2 separate regions of the Sus scrofa genome follow, and region 1 is linked to region 2. A link is a contact called in public HiChIP or PLAC-seq data. All regions are on one chromosome and are shown on one strand. Each heading gives the region's core, a stretch centred on a gene start, on an enhancer-like site or on the middle of the called end of the contact. The rest is flanking DNA. Distances are from core to core; before and after follow the strand shown. Region 1 holds the start of STX6 (syntaxin 6). Region 2 has its middle 47 kb from the start of IER5.

What was found. HiChIP or PLAC-seq counts read pairs in DNA pulled down with a chosen protein or histone mark.
Region 1: a contact with region 2 is called in an H3K27ac HiChIP or PLAC-seq map of alveolar macrophages. The contact joins the promoter of STX6 here to the enhancer-like site in region 2. A contact is called at or near these places in 4 of 47 Hi-C or Micro-C datasets (blood, embryonic fibroblasts and liver) and 2 of 2 datasets of contacts at active chromatin or transcription factors (alveolar macrophages and skeletal muscle).

The regions. Positions count from the first base shown.
Region 1 is chr9:122,579,296-122,585,927 of Sscrofa11.1, reverse strand. It overlaps STX6 (syntaxin 6), which reads left to right and starts at 5,355. Exons shown (of 8, transcript NM_001243720.1): 1 at 5,355-5,596. The coding sequence starts at 5,562.
Region 2 is chr9:122,677,614-122,684,350 of Sscrofa11.1, reverse strand. No RefSeq gene overlaps it. Among named protein-coding and RNA genes, the nearest start is that of IER5, 47 kb to the right of the region's middle. Within about 2 kb of position 2,615, at least 38 of the 83 cell types and tissues checked have an H3K27ac peak or open chromatin away from gene starts, as enhancers often do. A contact at or near this core is called in alveolar macrophages, liver and skeletal muscle, where this site is marked.

The sequences.
Region 1 (6,632 bases), core at 4,106-6,605, 100 kb after region 2:
ATTCGTTTCTGCTGAGCCATGATGGGAACTCCACCATTTGTTTTTTTTTTTTTTTTTTTTGTCTTTTGCCATTTCTTGGGCCACTCCCGCGGCATATGGAGGTTCCCAGGCTAGGTGTGGAATTAGAGCTGTAGCCACTGGCCTACGCCAGACCCACAGCAACTCAGGATCCGAGCCGCGTCTGCAACCTACACCACAGCTCATGGCAACGCCGGATCGTTAACCCACTGAGCAAGGCCAGGTATCGAACCTGCAACCTCATGGTTCCTAGTCGGATTCATTAACCACTGCGCCACAACGGGAACTCCCACCATTTGTTTTTATACATAGAAATTTTTCATACACAGGAAAAATGCATTTAAAGTTTGAGAATTTTCTACAATGAAATATTGACATGAAAAGATACTCAATGTCACTAATTATTAAGGAAACGCAAATCAAAACCACAATGAGACAACAATTCCCATCTATTAGATTGGCTACTAGAGAAACAAAACCACACACATAGAAAATAAAAAGTGTTGGCAAGGATATGAATAAATTGAAACCCTTGTGCACTGTTGGCAGGAATGTAGCAGTTCTCTTGTGGCGCAGTGGGTTAAGGATCTGGCACTGTCATTGCTGTGGCTCAGGTCACTGCTAAAGGCACGGCCAAAAAAAAAAAAAAAAAAAGAGGTGCAGCTACTATGGAAAACATTCTGGTGGTTCCTCAAAAAACTGAAAATAGAATAACCGTATGATCCAGCAATTCCAACTCTGGGTATACACCCAAAAGAATTGAAAACAGGGTCTCAGAGAGATATTGGTACAGCCACACTCATAGCAGCATTATTCACAGTTGTCAAAGGTAGATGCTACCCAAACGTCCAGCAATGAATGAACGGGTACACAAAATGTGGTCTACACCTACCACAGAATATTACTCCACCTTAAAAAGGAAGGACATTCTGACACACAGGCCGCCACATGAATGAACCTTGAGAAAATTATGGTTAGTGAAAAAAAGCCAATCAGAAAAAGACAAATACCATGTGATTCCACTTATATGAAGTATCTAGAGACGTTAAATTCATAGAGATAGAAAGTAGAATGGTGGTTGCCAGGCTGGGGTACGGGAGAATAAGGCGGTGTTAATGGGTACAGAGTTTCAGTTTTGCAGGTGAAAAGATTTCTGGAGATTGGTTGGGAAACCATGTGAACGTACTTTCCTGTATACTTAAAAATCATTAAGTTGGTAAACTTTTTTTTTTAGGGCCACACCTGCAGCATATGGAGGTTCCCTGGCTAGGGGTCAAATTGGAGCTACAGCTGCTGTCCTACACCACAGCCACAGCAACGTGGGATCTAAGCCGCATCTTCGACCTACACCATAGCTCACAGCAGCCACTGAGCGAGACCAGGGATTGAACCCACATCCTCATGGATCCTAGTTGGGTTTGTTAACCGCTGAGCCACGAAGGGAACTCCCGAGACAGTAAATTTTGTGTTATGTGTATTTCACCACATTTTAAAATTTTAAATTATTTTTGAAAGGCTTTAGGGAGGCTTATAGGACCTTAAATACTTTTCAAAATGCTTTCACATTTATCAGCTTAGTTGATCCTTAAAATGACCTAGTGAGGGAACATTGGGTGTTCTTTGAAAATGGAAGAGATTGCCTTGTGGGAGTGTTATGGAACTCCCACAGCTCTTAGGGGATGGGGGTGGCTTAGTCTGTCCTGGCATCCTTAGCAACAGGGTGTGATTTGATCCTTTCTGATGCTTATCTTCATGGGATCCGAGGCCTGGTGGCCTATGCCCTCTTCTCTGCATAGGCATTTCTTATTTCAGCACAGGGCACCTTGCAGGGCTATGATAAGCTCCCTCCATCACTCTCTCTTCTAACCGTGGTGACTCACTCAGGGACCCGAGCTTCTCTTGGATGCCCTCTTAGGACTCTACAAAAATTAAGGTTGGAATGTCAGCCTTCTCCAGCCAAATGGGCAGAATTTAGACGTGACAGCTGGATGAGTTCTGGCAAATGCATACACCTGTGTAACACACACTCCTGTCAAAATATAGAACATTTCTATCACCCCAGAAAGTTTCCTTTCCTAGTCAATACTCCCCACCCCAAGGCAACTACTATTTTGATTATTGTACTCCATGAGAATTTTTCATTCTTCTTTTTTTTTGCGGGGGGGGGGAAAGATGGGGGGGTTGAGGAGATGTTTTTTTGCTGAGTATTCTTCCTGAGTTATTGTGTTATTGTTTATGCCAGAACCTGGAGCCTGTTAAACTTAGAAAAGAAATAGCTTCCTTTGTTTCTCCTTACATTTTACCCTATACTTCCCTTTCCCTGGGGCAGTGGAGGCCAAGGTCTAGGTTGGTTTGAGAGAGGGTGAAGGAGGTGACATATTAAAGAAAGGGACCCCCTGCACATACACACACGTTTCCTATCCCGACCCTCCACTATCTCCATTGTTGGTATTTTTCCAAACCCCTGATTACATTGGGCTTTTCCAAGTCCTCCGTCCTCTTGATTTCTGCTTATTAAATTCTGACCTCTCATTTGTGGTTTAATTAATAAATCCACGGAATAGATAATAAGAGGCTATGCCAGGCATTGAGGTGATTCTCACATTAAGATAGTCTCCTTTCTCCAGGAGCTTCCAGTTTAGTGGGGAAAACCAATATACTAGCAGCTAATTTATATCTACCTTCAATCTAACCCTCCTGTGTTATTAGTGATTGGAACTAACAGTTACCCACTTCCAACTCCAGAAACTTTCCTTCCTCCTTCCCCAACTTCCCAATATCCTGAACCATTCATTCACCAGGTGCCCAGATTTTGCCTCTAAGTATTTTTTTTTTAACATATCTACCCCTCCTCTCCATCTTCATTGCAGTGAGCCCATCTCAGGACATCCCCATCCCTTCTCTGGACCATGACCTTCCAGATGACTTTTCAGCCACTGCTGCACCTGTCTCAAATGCCAGCATTATCCCTCAGCTATCGTGATGTATAGCAGCAGCTCCACAGTTCCTAACATCACAATCAAGGGCCCCGATTAACTAGCTCTGCCCATTTTCAGCCTTAGTTCCTGCTGCCACAATCTCATTTCTTCCCCTCCAGCAATGCCCTCTGCCACGGCTGCCCTCCAGGCTGCCACGCTGTCTCCTGGCTGCCCCTAGCCATTGTTTAGAACCCACTCTCCCCCCCAAACACAAATAAACTGGTAGCTTTTTTCTGCGTTTCTATGGCGACCCATGCTCTTTTCTCATTTTGTATAATGGCCTGTCTCTCCCACCAGTCTGAGAATTCCTTGATGGCAAGGACCAAACGTGTTCATCTCTGTGTCCTCTGTACCTAGCGCACAGTAAGAGAACAACACATGCCAGGCACTGTTCTGAGCGTTTTTCAGACATTAATTCATTCAGTCCTCACGCCACTTTATGAGGGAGGTGTTTTGTGGTGTCCATTTCATAGTTGAGGACAGAGACTAAGCAGTTTGCCCAAGGTGCAATAATCAGGAAGTAGCAGAACTGGGATTCAAACCCAAGTAATCTGGTTGCAACTCTGGATCTTAATCACCATTCTCATCTCAATTTCCATGTGTTTGTTGAATGAATGAAAGATGATCCCTTTTCAATTCCTCACCTCAATATGTTCAGAACTGAAACAGTTCTCTTCCAGGAGGGTTCCCCCCCACATCTGACCTCCATCGCTCCTCCAGGGTCTTGGAGAAGCCTGGAGTCTTTGACTTTTACCTCTTTCCTCCCTGATCCCATTCAATCTCTCATCAAGTCTAGTTGTTTTGTTTTGTTTTTCCTTGGAAACATCTATCAGATTCTCTCCTTCCTCTCCATTTACAATCCCTGCTGTCCTGGTCTAGTCCTCATCCCTTCAGGTGAGATGACCACAGCAGCTTCCAGACTGGTTTCCCTAACTTCACTTCCTCACTCTGTGGGAGACTTGGGGTTTCCAGGCTTTTTTTTTTTTTTTTTTCCCCTTTTAGAGCTGCACCTGCAGCACGTGTAATTTCCAGGCTAGTGGTCGAATAGGAGCTGCAGCTGCTGGCTTATGCTGCACTTCAAGGCAACTCTGGATCCTTAATCCACTGAGCGTGGCTAGGGATGGAACCCACATCCTCATGGATACTAGTTGGGTTCTTAACCCCACTGAGTCACAACAGGAACTCCATCTAGCCATTTTTATTTAAACTTCACAACAATCTATGAGCTAAATATTCATATTTTATAGATGAGAGACTGAATAACAGAACCCAGGTTCAAACAGGGTTTGTCTGGCTCTGAGGACTCTTCTATCTTCAAAAAGACTGCTAACTTTAAGCCAGTCACTTAAATTCCAAGTCTCAGATTTCTTATCTGTATAATGGGGATTACAACATTGTGAGAGCACCTGAGATAAACTAAGCTCAGTGCCTGCCACACAGTATGTGCTCAATGATAATCAGCAATTAAAGTTCGCAAAACCCATAGACTATCTAGCGTATGAGTTTGATAAACTGTTCTGACCAAAAGGCTTCCTGGAAGAGCTCTTGAACCACTTAGCTGGTAAGAAGTTGCCAGACCTGGCCCCTTCTTTGTCCTTCAAAAATGCTCTCTTCCAGGAAGCACCATATGCTGTATGAAAAAATTATCTTACTGATCACTTCAAGAACACAGAAAAGACAAAAAACGCAACACACACAAAAACACATCCTAGCCTGGTGGAAAGTGCACAGAATCTGGGGCTCTGCCCTGTCCAGGTTGTGTGAGCACAAGAAATCTTGAAACCTATATGAATTTTTCTAATCTGCAAAATGGGAATAATAATACCTTCCCCTCCAAGGATACTGAGATAACTCACAGCCTTCAGCGTCTTGCTGGGCACTATAAGACCCACAGAAAGGAGTTGTGCAACATTATCAGAGTCAGATAAGGTAGACGAGCTTTATTCTAAGTCGAGGACGAGATGGATTTCTAAATCTATATGTTATCAAAATAAGTATCAAAAGGAGAGGAAAGGTGAAAAGATTGTGCAAAGCTGATACTATCTCCGTATCTAGGAAACCTGACTACCTTTCTTGCCAGGGAACAAGCAGCTCCTCCCCCTGAATCTTGAGAGGTGAGTGTTGAGAAGACCCGCCCTCTCCGCCGCCGCCAGAGCCCCGCCTCCAGGGTCGAGTAACGCAAGGCCCAGGCCCTGCTGATGGGGGGTGGGGGGGGCTCTGGTCACGTGAGCGCGAGTGCGGAAGTGGTGCGGCTGACGGCGTTCGTGATTGGTCGAGGCTGAGGGACCTGGGGGCGGGGCCAAGCGGCCGGACGCGCCGGGAGGAGCCGAGGAGGGGGCCGCGCCGGGGCCGGCGCCAGAGTCACGGCTTCGGTCTGAGGTGCAGACAGAGTACTGGACCCGCGGCGGGCCGGTGCACCCCTGCCTGCGCGCGCAGCCGCTACAGGTCCCGCAGGCCGAGACGCGGGCTGCTGCGCGAGGCGGGTGGGGTGGGCAGAGGGAGATTGGGAGGGCGCGGGCGCCCTGTGCGCAGAGCAGGCGTGAGGCGGCCGGGGGCCGGGACGCCATGTCCATGGAGGACCCCTTCTTTGTGGTGAAAGGGTGAGTGTCGTAGGGGGCTCCACTGGAGGAGGCGGCGGCAGTGCTGCCTGCCCTCACCTCCCCGCTTTTCTCGCTCTAGGGGGAGGGGAGACAAGTAGAGTCTGGCGTGGGGACCGCTTAGCCTTGAGGGCTATGATAAAGCGTCCAGAGACATCCCCTCTTCGTGCTACCTGGACTTTGAAACCGTGCCCCCAGTCAAGCCCCTGGGGAGGGGGGGGGTCTCCTTTGGCTTGTGCGCCGTTCTACAACTTATGGAGGGGTGTCGAGGGGTTCAGCAGCTCCTCAGGTGGGGAGGGAGACAGGCGTCCCAGACCAAAGTGGGGCTGTAGTGGAGCACCGGGCCCTGCTTTGAAGGGGGAAAAACAGCATCTGGGCAGGAAAAGGGAAATGGGCCTCCTGAGCTTTGTAGTTGGCGTGGACGGGGGTGAGCTCCCATTGTCCATTGAGTTCGGAGCGCTGGCCCGCTGACTGGCGAGACCACAACAAGCCCAGAGGCGTCTGAGCACGTTTGCAGGCTGGGAGGCGGGGGCGCGAGGCTCCGGAAGACAACTCTATTCAGTGGGGGAGTTTTTACCGAGTAATGGGAGGGGAGGAAAGCTGCTGTTCAAACTCAGTGGTGATGTTGGAAGGAAAACAAAATGAAATCAGCCAAACCAAACTTTCCTTAGCTTTCTGTTAGCACAGGGATTTTCCCACAGTGCTAAAGGAAATGAGTGCTTTCTTTTTAACTCCCTGATTTCATCCAGGCTATTTGACAGGTTTCCCCCATTTCTTCTTTTTTCTGCCTTTGAGACTAGAGCTGTCCTAACTTATTTTTCCCTAAGAAGTGTCGTGACTCCATCTTTGATTGCTCAATTGTTTGTTTGGAGATAGAAGCTTTAACTGCACTCTGTTATATAGGCTTTGTAGCCATTAAACAAATGCAGAAAAGATTGATTCTGTTGTTATAACTTGTCAGCTTTTGTTTTAAATGTCAAACAAAACAATCTGAGAACTGCAACGTTCTGGAAAAATCAGTGCCAATGACCTTAAAGTG
Region 2 (6,737 bases), core at 1,366-3,865:
CACAGGCATGCACGTTCAGTGCAGGACAGCAACATTCATAAATGCAGCCATGGTTTGGTTTGCACTCATTTCAAAATCAGCAGCACGTGCTATGAAATGGATACCCACTCATTCACTGACTTCATCTACTCAGCCTTTGTTCATTCATGTATGCATCCAGGCTTCATGGAGGAGACAGAGATTTACAAATTTACCTCCTCCTTGGAGGAGAGAGGTGGGAATCAGGAATGGCTTCACCAAAGTGCGGTCAGCTGACCACCAAAGGGAAGGGCTTTTCTGACCAAACTGGCACATGGGCAAAGGCATGAAGATGTGAAGGAACATTCAAGATGACAAAGGAAAAGTGTCTGCCAATCAGACTGAGAAATGGGATGGAGGAGGGTGACTGAAGGGAGGTACTGAGGGGAGACAGAGTTGGGGCTAAAGAAAAGGGTGGCAATGACGTCCTGAGGGACCTGTGATAAAACACTAAGGAGTCTGCATGCCTTAAGAGCGAGGAGGATCTGAAGAGGAAATGCAGCAACATCAGATTTACCCTCTAGAAAGTCTGCTGCTGCTGCTGCTGCTGCTGCGGCTCTGGGATCTGAAGAGTGAAGCCCTAGGGTTAAAAAGAAGCCAGGGACAAGCTGACAAGGGCCTGAGAGGACCAGAGGTGGGGGGTGTGCAAAGGAAAGATTCAAGCACTTCAGAGGCAGGCCAGGTGGGACTTCAGAACCAATGAGGTGGAGGAGTGAAGGAGAACTTGGAGACTTCTGGGCCTGTTTGATGCCCAAGAAAAGGACAGGGTCAGAGAGAAGAAGCATTTGGCTTGGGACATTTTCAGCTTGGGGAGTTTCTGTGACATCCAGGAAGACGATCAGAGATACCCCAGTCCTTCAGGTTCCCCATATACTCTTAACCCTCTCCCACAGGGATAAAGCAATCAGAAAAGCTAATCCCCCCCAAAAAAAAGAAAAAAAAGAAAAGCTAATCCCCACTGAGGTAGAATGACAATGCAAGGGTTAATGTGCAACTTCCCCTTAGGACCCATATTTCCAACTAGGGAGAGAGCACCTCCTGGCCCATGTTAGTCAAAAGAATGGCTTCCCTACAATGAAATTCCAGGCAATGGGATGAGCAAGTTGGGAGCATATGTCCAGGGAGGGGGACCTTCCCAGCATCCCTAAAATCACATCATAGAGACTACAGCTAAAACTCCTTCCGTGAAATTTCACCCTCATTCCAAAGAACCCTGTTCACACTACAGATAAAGGAATCTTCCTCCTGGATCGGCTTCTGCCCTCTTAGCACAGGGAGATGGCACAGCAGATGTCACCAAGCTCTGGGGTCACTGAGTTCAAGACATGGCTCCAGCATTTACTGGATATATAACCTTGGGACCATTATTTAACTTTCTAAGACTAGATTCCATCATGCATTACACAAAGCCTCAGAACACCTGCCTCCCCTCTAGGGCTGTCGTGAGCTTGGACTTAAATGAGATGGCTGCAGTAAGCAGGGCTCCATCCATCAATTCTCACTACCTCTAGCATTTATCTCAGTGTCTTTCAACACCCAATTCACTTGGAGAAGCCTAATTTTCTCCATATTCATGGCCTATTAGCTGTTCTGACAGCTTTAAGTGATGAAAAGCCACCGTCCCGGTGGCACAGGCTCAGTCGTGAGGGCTGTGCCCCCTAACCGCCTATAGGGGGCAGCATCGGGCAGCACAAGGCCACATGGGGGCTCCCTTGTAAAATGTGGAGCTGGTCTGGAGAACGACAGGGGAGGTGGCTGGCATTTGAATCCAGACTCCAGTTGACAAAGGACCTGTCTTACTCCACATGGGTCTGACACGCGTCCCTCCCAGGGAGTCTCTGGCGAAAAAGGGAGCAGGGAGTGGTTTTCTGAAAGCACCCCAGGCCCCAACAAATCCAGCCGGGTTTTTCCCAAGCCCACACCAGGACTGGCTACCATTACCTTTTAATTTAGTGCTGATCTGATCTGGAAGAAGTGGCGTTCTCACATACCCAGAGGGCCCCTGCTGCAGATGCCTCCAACCCCCACAAAGTAAAGGGAGGGGGGCGCTGACAAGGACAGGAGAGGGAGCTTACACCTCTACCCTGCCCCCAAATCTTTTTAGTTTCCCACACCCTCAGCCCGAAGGGGAGTCCTGGAGAAGACAAAAGAAATAAAAGGACACAGCTCTGACTCTGAGGAGCCATTCATACTGTTGAAAAGACATCCAGATGTGAAACTGGAGAAAGACACAAGAATACCCGTGATGCCGTGCTCTGGTTTGCGCCAGCTTGGTGGCTCCTGCGCCCAAAGCCCCAGGAGGCATGCTCAGACTAGGATGGTTTTCTAGGATTTCTGAATGTGTTCACAGGGAAAATGAAAGAGGCCGGATGCTTAAGATCAACCAAGACTGCCCCAAATATGGGATCACCGCAGGGACAAGTGATCCCAGCTGTGGGAATCTGGAGAAGGGAGCTGTCACTGTAGGCGGCATTAAGTGGCCTGCAAGATCCAGGGGACTTGGTCACTCTTAAGTGAGCCTCAGGCCTCAGTGCCAGTGAGACACACTCTCCTACCGACTTTGCTGGGGAGGGAACTGCCCCGTCACCATGACATCATGACATCACCTCCTTCCAGGAATCACTGAGTCAGCATGCAGCGGGAGGCAGGACCCACCCACTCACTTCCTCCAACCAGGGCGGGGGGGGGGGGGGGGGGGGGGGGCCTTGCCCCCCCAGGCAAAGCTTGGGGCCTGTTCCTTCATGTCTGTCCACCCGGACTCAAGACTAGGTCAGCTCTGCAAAAAGACAAGGCGGTGCCAGACAAGGCGGTGCCAGACAAGGCGGTGCCAGAGGTGCCCACTCCCACCAGGACCCTCATGCCGTGGAAGAGAGGACCCCAGCAGAGAGTCACCCGTGGCTTGAAGTGCAGTGTCCCTGGGAGTGGTGGCGTGTTTAGCTCTGTCAGCCACTTAGAGCTCCTTGTGAACAAGCTGAGCTGTTTCTAAGAGGAGACACTGTGACAGAGGCACCAGGAGGGCCTGAGAAAGGAGCTGGGGCAGAAAGCTGAGGTGGGAAGGTTGAAAGAAACCCCGTGTCCCTGTCACAGCTGAAAGTGCCACACCAGTCGTGGCGGTCTTGTCCAGGCCCACTCCTGTGGGTGGGCACCTCCACAGCAGACTCCTCCATGGCCAGAAACCCCAGGAACAGAGCCAGAGGGTGACTTCCTCCTGCCCCTCCCCCGGCACAGTCACAGGTGCCTCCTCTCCTCCCAGGCCCCACCCTTCCCTTCCTTGCTAAGAGGATCCAAGCCAAAATCTGTCCACATCCCATCAGAGTCTATTTTATCCTGTCATTAATCCTGATGCTCGTAACCTGGTCTTACGAAGACAAAAATTAACCAGTAGGCACTAGTACAGTTTTATAGCACTGCCGAGGTCCTGTATTCTCCCCGCTCCTGCTAACACACACACAATCTGCTTTGATCTTTTTTTTTTCATCTTCTGTTACACTGTTTCACTTAATACCAACAAAACTCTGCCAGGAAAGGTACTGTCATCTTTTAGATGAAAAACTGAGATTCAGAAAATTGAGGGGGGAATTCCCATTGTGGCTCGGTGGAAACGAATCTGACTAGCATCCATGAGGACACAGGTTCGATCCCTGGCCTGACTCAGGGGGTTAATGATCCAGCGTTGCCATGAGCTGTGGTGTAGGTCGCAGACATGGCTCGGATTTGGCCTTGCTGTGGCTTTGGTGTGGGCCAGCAGCTATAGCTCCAATTCAACCCCTAGCCTGGGAGCTTCCATATGCCACCAGTGCGGCCCTAAAAAGACAAAAAAACCCAAAAACCAGAAAGTTGAAGGAAATTCTCCAGGGTCACAAAGCTAGCAAATGACAGCCAATCTTAGAAACTTTGGTCTGTCTGACAAGGAGCTGGGATCCTTCCACTCAGATCCTCTGACTCAAAGCATCTGAGTCAGAGATTATAAAATTAGAATTTCATTCAGCACTCCACAAACCTTTAAGATTGGAAGACATCTTGAAGGTTGTCCAGGCCTATGACCCAGACAGATGTCTGACTCTCCTGCATGATGTCCCGGCCTGGGCTTAGATACACCAGCTTCATGAAGGGCATCACGTCCTGATTCAGGCTACTCCAGCTGAGAATCACTAGACAGGTCTGTTTAGAGCTGGAATACCTCTCCCTGCAATGTCCACACATCAAGGCCACTCTTGGGACCATGAACGAACTAAGCAGTGAGTCACTCCTGAATTGTCCTTCTCCTCACTACACGTTCTCAATTCCTTCTGACCTCCTCTCACGTGGCAGTTTCTCACCTCTCTCCTGGGAGTGCGAGAGGCTTTATCAATTCGGTCTCAAGGTGGGAGGACGCCAGTGTGACTTCAGTGCTCCAGAAATGAACTGACCAGAGAAGAATGAGACCAGACCAGACAACCCCTTCATTTTGTGTGTGTCTTAGTATTTCACACCGGGGAATCAGTTTGATCTTATGAATGAAAACCCTTAAGTGACTTTCTCAAGCACTGTCCTGAAACCACATCCTCTCCCGCCCTTGTCCCACTGGATTTGGGATGCTCAAAGAGCCCAGGCAGTCTGGCCATCGCCCTGCAGCATGGACCCTCAGCCCCTGGCACCCCTGCCCCACCAGGGCTCAGCCACAGCCTCCCTCTGGTCCCAGCTCTGGTTGTCCACACTAAGACTCAGCCTTGGCATACCCCTAATCCCATTACTCCTCACTGGGGTGAGGCTTTTATTTCCAAACTTCCTTCCTAGGGGTCATCTGGGAGGTTGTGGACCCACCCTCATGCATGGCTTGGAGAAGCAAGGGCCACCGTCTCAGGCCCTCCCTCTGCTGAAACATAACAGCATTCCTACAGGGCTGTGACTGCCCGGTACAGACACCTGCAAGAGATTCTCCTCCCAAAGTGAAATGGCATAAGCACCCCTCCTTCCTGTTGTCTGTCACCAGATCTGGGCTGTTTCAACCAGCTCGGCCACTCCACCTGGAATCCAAGGTGGACTCACACAGCATCTTACCCTCTGACCCTCAAACAAGCTTCTCCCAGCACCACATGGGTTTTGCCTCCTTCCTGAGTGGCTGGCGCTTCCTCTGTGTCGAACCCTCTGCTCCTTGCACCCTGGCTTCACACATCACTCTACGCTTAGATCCCCACGCTGTGCTCTAGATACAAAAAAGGGATCTTCTTGGAAAACAGAAAATCTCCCTCTCAACAACCCAGCTTTCAAGTTCTTGATTATTTGCATCCTACGGGCTTGTAATATTCTAAATCGAAATGCAAAGCTGAGCAAGACTTCTTTGTCCTATAGGATGCGTGAGTCTCCCCTGAAGCCACAAACCCACTGATTCAGTGCATAGGGGCACCTTGACTACTGAGACTGAAAATCCGTTATTCTAATATTGCAAAAATAATATCTCATTTCTCTCTCATGGCCCAAGACAAACATCTAAAAGAACTTCTGCCTCACATTCAGCTCCCCTTACCACCGAATTCTTCACACATTTTGAATTCTCTTCCCCGAGATCTCTACTTGACTCTCTAAATGCATTCCTAAGTTATCTTTGTAGCATCTGCTTCACTCATGTCACCCCACCTTGTGGCATAAAGGTCACACCCCCAAAGGTGTGCTCACATCTGCTCACATCACTGTGTTTTGGAACAGGCATTAGCATATTTAAAACCAATTAAACTGATTATTTTCACCCCAGCCATATCACTCTCATTCCACTTAATATGGATGGGAAGGTGGGGCTTGTTTCTATAACCACACAGCCCGGGTTCCTTATGAGCACAGATGCAACAAAGTCCTAACCAGCGGCTGCTGTACGTCCCTGGGACCCTCCTGGAAACCTCAGCCCATACACCATTCCAGGCCAGCAGTGACCCCAGGATCTGTGCTTCTAAACCTCATCCTCACCCACCCCAGCAGATGCCCTCCAACCACTGAGGCCTTACACAACTCGGCCTTGACTTTGACTTTGAGCCAGTCCTCAATCAGCAGGATTCTGTAGGGTTATGCAGTGTCTGTCTCCCCAAATCCTGTCATGCTCTGTAAAATGCCCCTGTTGTGGGGACATTGTTTCATATGCTCTTTCCGAAGGCTCTAGATTCATTCAGAGATTCATTCATCAAACATTTATGAACACCCTCATTCTCAGGCACTGTTCTGGGCGCTGCCGCTATGACATCAAGAGGCTGGACAAAGCTGGGCTTCCTTTTCTTTTTTTCTCTCTTTTTTAGGGCTGCACCCACGGCATATGCAGGTTCCCAGGCTAGGGGTCGAATCGGAGCTACAGCTGCCGGCCTACACCACAGCCACAGCAATGCCAGATCTGAGCTGCATCTGCGACCTACACCACAGCTCACGGCAAGGCGGGATCCTTAATCCACCGAGCGAGGCCAAGGATCGAACCCGCGTCCTCATGGACACTAGTCAGATTCATTTGCACTGAGCCACGACCGGAACTCCAAAGCTGGGCTTTCGAAATGACGTTCTGGCGGGGGAGACACAGCATACGAAGGCACACGTAAACACATGAGCACCGCAGACTGTGATCGCTTCTTCAAAGGAAATAAGCAGGATCAAACAAGAGACTACAGAAGAAGGAGGCGCTTTAAAAAGGGAGATCAAGGAGTTCCCGTCGTGGCGCAGTGGTTAACGAATCCGACTAGGAACCATGAGGTTGAGGGTTCGAT